Linked DNA regions of Mus musculus: region 2 is linked to region 1. The links are chromatin contacts, called in public Hi-C maps. All regions are on one chromosome and are shown on one strand. The core of a region is the stretch at or near the end of the contact, and the rest is flanking DNA. Distances in the headings are between cores, read along the strand shown.

The links. Hi-C and Micro-C count contacts between places; a contact is called where the count stands out from the background.
Region 2: a contact with region 1 is called in a Hi-C map of the N1E-115 cell line, with 8 times the contacts expected there. The contact joins two enhancer-like sites. A contact is called at or near these places in 3 of 39 promoter capture datasets (frontonasal cranial neural crest, hippocampal neurons and pre-B cells), 11 of 484 Hi-C or Micro-C datasets (8-cell embryo, the N1E-115 cell line, cortical neurons and 3 more) and 1 of 115 datasets of contacts at active chromatin or transcription factors (embryonic stem cells).

Annotation. Positions count from the first base shown.
Region 1 is chr5:35,433,393-35,436,458 of GRCm38.p6, reverse strand. No RefSeq gene overlaps it. Among named protein-coding and RNA genes, the nearest start is that of Gm40283, 22 kb to the right of the region's middle. Within about 2 kb of position 1,553, at least 5 of the 459 cell types and tissues checked have an H3K27ac peak or open chromatin away from gene starts, as enhancers often do. A contact at or near this core is called in the N1E-115 cell line, where this site is marked.
Region 2 is chr5:35,503,852-35,507,089 of GRCm38.p6, reverse strand. Cpz (carboxypeptidase Z) reads left to right here. Exons shown (of 11, transcript NM_153107.2): 9 at 279-418. Among named protein-coding and RNA genes, the nearest start is that of Cpz, 20 kb to the left of the region's middle. Within about 2 kb of position 1,544, at least 2 of the 459 cell types and tissues checked have an H3K27ac peak or open chromatin away from gene starts, as enhancers often do. A contact at or near this core is called in the N1E-115 cell line, where this site is marked.

The DNA.
Region 1 (3,066 bases), core at 304-2,803:
GGACTCTAGACGTGCCAGGAACTTGGGTCATCCACTAAGTAGCAAGTTTGGCCGACCAAAGAAAGAATCTCTGGTAGTGCAGGCCCTCAAACCTGTGGAATCTCACCACAGACCATAATGCTCAGACGCTGGGCAGGGCCACAGGATTTAACAACTGTCTTGCTGCGTTTCAGCATCCTTTGGTCCCCTCTCTCCTTTTACGTGCTTCATACCTCCGTCTAGGATGCAAGTGCTTATTCTGGGTCATTGGATCTGGGATGCATGTAACTTTTTCTTTGGTTTAATGGGGGCACAAAGTCTTGAGTCTCAGAGGACATGAACTTTAGACTTCTGAACAGAGTTGGGACTGTAAACACTTCAGGGAATTGGGGCTGGAGAGAAGGCTCAGTGAGTGTTAGTGCTTTTGACCAGTTCACTGACCGGTACCCACACAGGCAGCTCAGAACCATCTGTACAACCCAGCTCCATGGGATACAATGCCCTCTACTGGCCTCTGCTGGCATTGCATGCACACACACACACACACACACACACACACACACACACACACACACTTAGACAAATCTTTAAAAACAAAGAAGACTTTAGGAACTCTTGAGTTTGGATGGAAAGAACTTTGCTCTACAAAGCTGCCTACGAACCTCTGGGGCCCAGGGGCAGAATGTTCTGGTCTGAAACATCTTCCATAGGCTCATGTTTTGAATAACCGATCCTCCACAAATCAGGCTACTTTAGGAGGTATTGGAGGTCTGGGGAGGTGAGACCCAGCTGGAGGAAGTGGTCACTGTAGATAGACCCTTGCAAGATATGCCTGAGCCTGGTTTCTCCCCTCCTCCATGCTTTCTGATCTGCTCTGATGTGAACAATCTGGACCATGTCTCTACCCGCCCCATGTCGAACTGCTCCACCATGCCCTCCCCACCATAGTGGATTGATCGCTCTAAAACCATGAGATAAAATAAATCACTCTCCCCTAAACTGTTTGTGTCAGGTGTTGAAGTCAAAGCTATGCAAAATTAACTGGGTAGCAGCTGTGGTCCTGCACAGCATTGTGGGTAATCACCCAAGAACAGCCTCAAAATGAAGCCACTTACAAAAGGGATGCTTGTTCCCCAATGTAGAAAGGGGAAACTGAGGTTCAGAAGGAAGGAGAGACGAAGGGCTCTGGTGGCTGAGATAGATGCAGGTAGAGAAGGTTATAGCTAAGAAGAAACTGAGTCGGGAAGAGGTTAATATTTCAGCTTTAGACTCTTAGACTCCAATTAAAAACAACAAAACAGAATTTCAGACTCTTTCACCTAACCCTACTGTGACCTTCAGCTCCTCTGTGCTCATGCACTAAGCTCAAGACAGCTTCTAGTAGCTGCCTGAGAGCTCCTGGCTCTCTCCTCAAGGCCACTTCCCTCCTCTGGCCTCCTGGGGCCTTGGGCTATCATGCTTAGCAGGAATGAGCAAGCCGATTAATTGTTCCTGAAGCACTTAGACACTCTCAGGCGACAAGAGCCGAGTCACAACAGCATTACTTCATTACTATCCCATAGAGACAGGGTCATCAGCCAGGCTTGAAAACAGGACTCAAAGCCAGCAGCCAGTGGCAGGAGCCTTTCTCACAGGAGTGGTCCTGAGGGGCAGTGGCAGTCACTTAGCGCCTTGCAAAACCATCAGCCCTGGGGACATCCTAGAGAGTAGAGTTCCGGGCAGTCAACCTCTCTCGGGACTCTGGCTCTGGCCCAGCCTGGTGCTGCTGTACTCAGAAGAGAGGGGCGTGGTGGCCCGATGTGCATGGGTGGGCTGTGCAGCTTAAGACACACGACTCTGTGCAGGATGCCAGAGGATTTGTCATACATGTGGCAGGCTGACTTCCATTAGTCTCACTCAGAACTAACAGCAAGTTTGTTTAATTTACAAATCCAGGAGGGGGGGGGGCAGGCACCTGGCTGAATGGGCATTGGTGAGTTCCAGCACTCATTCAGTCTTTCTCCCACCCTCCCAGAAGTCTGCTGACCATCTAGATGGTGATGACTTCCTCTTTCCACTGGGCCCTCCTGCCTGCCGTGCCAGTGTTGAGAACATAGTCTGGTACAGCAAGAGCTATAGTGCCTGGTAATCATCCACTCACCTGGACCTTGCTGTAATTTGTGTCCTGTCCTCTTCCATCCCCACTGGCTCCTGGCACCAGGTATCCATGGGTTCCTCTCACATTTGTGTCATCCTGGGAGTCAACAGCGCCCCCTAGCACCGCTCCACAGCACTGCCACCAGCGTTATCCCTCATCACTGACATCCTGCACTGCCTCCAGCATCACCAGAGGACCAAGCACTGACCAAGAACCCTCAAGGACCGAGTAGTGACCAAGCACCTCCTGCAGACTGAGCAATCTCCAAGAACCTGTCATTCACCAAGCATTCCCAGAGTCCCCTGGGTGCCAGCCGGCTGCACAGTACAAAGGACACGACCCACCCTCTGGACACTTTTAACAGCTTTTTTGGGCTCCTGTTGAACAGATATTTACTGCCATTCGACTGACCCTAAACTGAGATGGGTGCAAGGGCAAATGTTCCTCCATAGCTACTGTGAGCATTGTACTGCCCGAGAGTGAAACTGGAATTCCCAGCAGGGGCCTCTTCATCTTCAGAGGAAATCTGAGGAAAGCCTGAACTTTCATGGGCACTCAAGCATCCCCAGCAGCCAACAGGAAGGGAGATATTCAGACAGTTTTGTCCCTGCGCCCTTGTCAGGATCTCCCAACCCCCAGATGACCATCCTGTTCATCTGAGTGTCCTGGGAGTGAGGGAGGTGACTGGGCTTGGCTTCCATTTGCACCTTGTAGCCCACAACCCATCCTGGGAGGATGTGGGCATGATCTGTCCTGTGAGGTAGAAGGTATTGATGGACAGTGACTTCTCAGGCAGCTCAGGTACACAGCAAAAGAGGGCTTAGACAAGATGCAAGCTCTCGTATGTCAGTGGTCCAGGCGTTCTGGACTCAACAGCTGCCCTCAGATACCTGTCAAACCCATGTCTGTGAACCAGGTTGTACTTCTGCACAAACTGTCAGCCACAATCT
Region 2 (3,238 bases), core at 295-2,794, 71 kb before region 1:
TGTCAGACTCCTTGAGGCTGTAGGCCCAATAGCTGGGACACAGAGACCTGTGAGGTGCACTGGCTAGTTTCTCTGGGAGAACAAGATTCTGCCACCCACCTGTCTGAAATCAAGTTTACCTCTGTGGCCTGGTCAGGGCCTCTACTCCTGACCTCAGGGTTATGCATGGAAGAACAGTGGCTGTGTAAATCACCTCTTTGTGCAAAGTGGTGCTGGGCCTGGAGTTTTGTGCCTGCCACAGGCTCTTTGCCCTTGACACTCAGCTGCCCACCCCACAGGTATGTCTGACTTCAACTACTTACATACCAACTGCTTTGAGATCACTGTGGAACTGGGCTGTGTGAAGTTCCCCCCAGAGGAGGCGCTGTATGGCCTGTGGCAACAGAACAAGGAGCCCCTACTCAACTTCCTGGAGATGGTGAGCCCCACCCACTGGAAGCTTCCCATGGTGGGGAAGAAGTCCAGCTTCTACCCTTAGGCTCTGTCCTCTTGGCTCTATCTGGGGCTCAGTGGAAGCATAAGTTGGTGACTTCTCTGACCATCCATTCAAGACTGGGGCTTCCCAACCATATCTCTTCCCTCATATCTCACAGGCATGATTGCCAAAGGGAACGTGGGGGCCTGGCAGTCTTTTGGGGGTACTGGCAGTCTGGAGGGGATGCTGGCCTGCCTCCAAGCCCCGGGAGCTATCAGGAAGCAGTAGGTGAATTAAGCTGAATCTTGACGGAAGAAAAACCAGGCAGGAGCGGGTACTCTCTGAGCAGAGGGGGTGCAGTAGGCGACTCAGTGAGGCACTTGAGACCTACGGGGTCCCTTCCCGAGACTGGAGTGAGGGTAGTTGTAGGAGTGAAGAGGACAGTATGTATGGGGGTGGGTGGGTCTCAGAGGTGATGATTCTGGGATACAGCCTGTTCACACATCAGAGGTCTGCAGGCTGAAGGGTAGACTGCCCAAGAGTACCTGCCTATCTGCATGGAGCTCATCTGGACTAGGTGATGGGGTGATTGAAAATACATCCTCAGAATCCTCCATTGGATCCTGGAGCTAGAGTCTGCTGGGTCAGAGGAAATAGGTGCCTGAGCCAATGCCTCACCCGGCACAGCTCACACAAGTGCTATAGAATAATGACGAGGCACGGAGAGCTATAGGGAGATAACAGCTTTGGGGACATCAGCACATTCAGATGCAGGGTGGCCTTGACAAGTGCACAGTGCTCCGCAGTTGGTCCCGCCCCTAGATGGCCCTGCCCTAGGCAGCCCCACCCCTAGATGATGAGGCCCGAGAGAATGATCACTGTGGCCACAGAGGCATGTGGCTATGCTGGGGGGTGGGGGGAGCAAGAGGAGTGGCCATGCAATGGCAGCTGCCTGGAGTTTAAGTTCAGACTTTGTGTCCCCAAGTTCGGTCCTTGAGCCCTGTTTATTTTCTGGCGAGATCAGGAATCTTCCACCAGGTGAGACCAGCCAGAGCCTTGCTACAGCAGCAGCTATGGGAAGAAGACAGCCCCAAGTAGCACAGAACATGGCCACTGTTTTCTGTGGTAGCTGGCACGTCATTCAGGCAGGGTGTGTCTCATCCACAGGCAGGGCCTGGGGCAGAGCTAGGTGCTCAGGCTATTCTGTGGTCGTCTGGGGAAAATGAGTTAGAAGGGGCTTTGGTGGGACTGGGATCGCTCCGTGGATATTGTACATGAAGTCTCAGTGTATGAAGATTTAATGGCAGGCAGAGTGGTGGCCAGTCGCGCAGCACTTGGCTTACCCCGAGACAGATGACCCCCAGGAAAACGGGCTTGGATCCTGATAAGGATCAGGTCTGTCAGGGCCAATTGAGGTCACTTTCACAGTGATCCTGAGCAGGCCCAGGGGTGGGGGGGTGGAAGAGGCAGAGGCAGAACCAATTCCTCCTGCTGCTCAGCTCTGGGCCCCAGGGTGGCAGAAGAGGACCCCAGTTGAGGTGCAGATCAGAGACTAGCCAACTGGAGGGAGGGGCTCCCGTGGACAGGCCCTGAGACACAAATGCTCACTCAGTAAAACCCAGCAGGGAGAGAGAAGCTAGGCTATGGCGTCATCAGGAATGACATCTTAGAGGCTGAGGAGTGAGGGCTTCTGGGAGTGGTAGAAGGGGCCAGTCAGTGCAGATGGCCAGAACATTCTAAGAGGGCAAAGGTGGGGGGGCACAGAGGTCTAGAGGGATACACGCATGGGGGAACCACAGGTTAGCCATGACCACTGGCTCTGTAGGAGTCAGTGTCTTTCTGTGAGTGAGGAGGAGGGAGGGAGGAGCTGGCTGGGTTGGCACAGTGGCCTCCGTACCATCAGTTGTCCTCATCCAACAACTCCTCCTCTCCCTCTACAGGATAGCATTTCTGGTTTCAGCTCCACAGAACAGCAATCCGTGCTCAGGAGCATCCAGGCAGTGGTCACCCATTCAGGGGCAGCCAGCTACCACTTAGGTGTTCATGTCATGAGAGTTGAGCTCCCAGCCTGTGCTAGCCACATCTACATGCCCTCTTTTCCCAAACCTTCAACCCTGTTTTGTTTATTTCTAAACTGTAGAAGAGAAGTGACTAGATTGTTGTGTCTGCCTCAGTGCCTCTGGGAGTCAGGAGGGAGGGTGGCAGCCACTGAGAGCTGCTGGCTCTGAGCAGTGGGGGACTTCTGGGATTGTTGGGTTCCCGACTTTGCTGATCTTAGAAGCACTATGAGCCCTAGGTGTTATTGGCAGCTCCGGCCCCACTAAGATCCATTCTGTAGCTGAGGAAGTTGAATGTGCAGAAGCAAATGGTTTTCTGGGGTCAGGAGGCCCCCTTGTGTGCAGAAGGCACGGGGTGTGGCTGGGAAGCAGAAAGGTCAGTTCATAGTAGGGCTGAGTCTGTCCAGCTTCATGGCTGCCCTCCAGGGGTCCTGGGCTTTACTCTGAGGATACCGCTGAGTGTCTGGTGTGTAGACTGACACATGCAAGTGTAAGTAGTGAGTTGAGGGTTTGAGGACCTGGTCTGTGTCCTCACCAGGCTTCCTGCTAGAACCTCCGCTCAGAAGGGACCGCGAATGCCTTCCTAGGCTAGGGAGGTACAGATGCTCAGATGCACCTAAGGATAGACAGTGGAGGCTGTCCTCAGTGTCTGCGGTCAGGAAGGAAGTGTACGTGACCCTTAGGAAGAGCTTCATTGTCGGTCAAGCAACCCAGAAGGTACGAGTCAGACTGCCAGAGGTACCTCAAACAGGAAACAAGGCCTCAG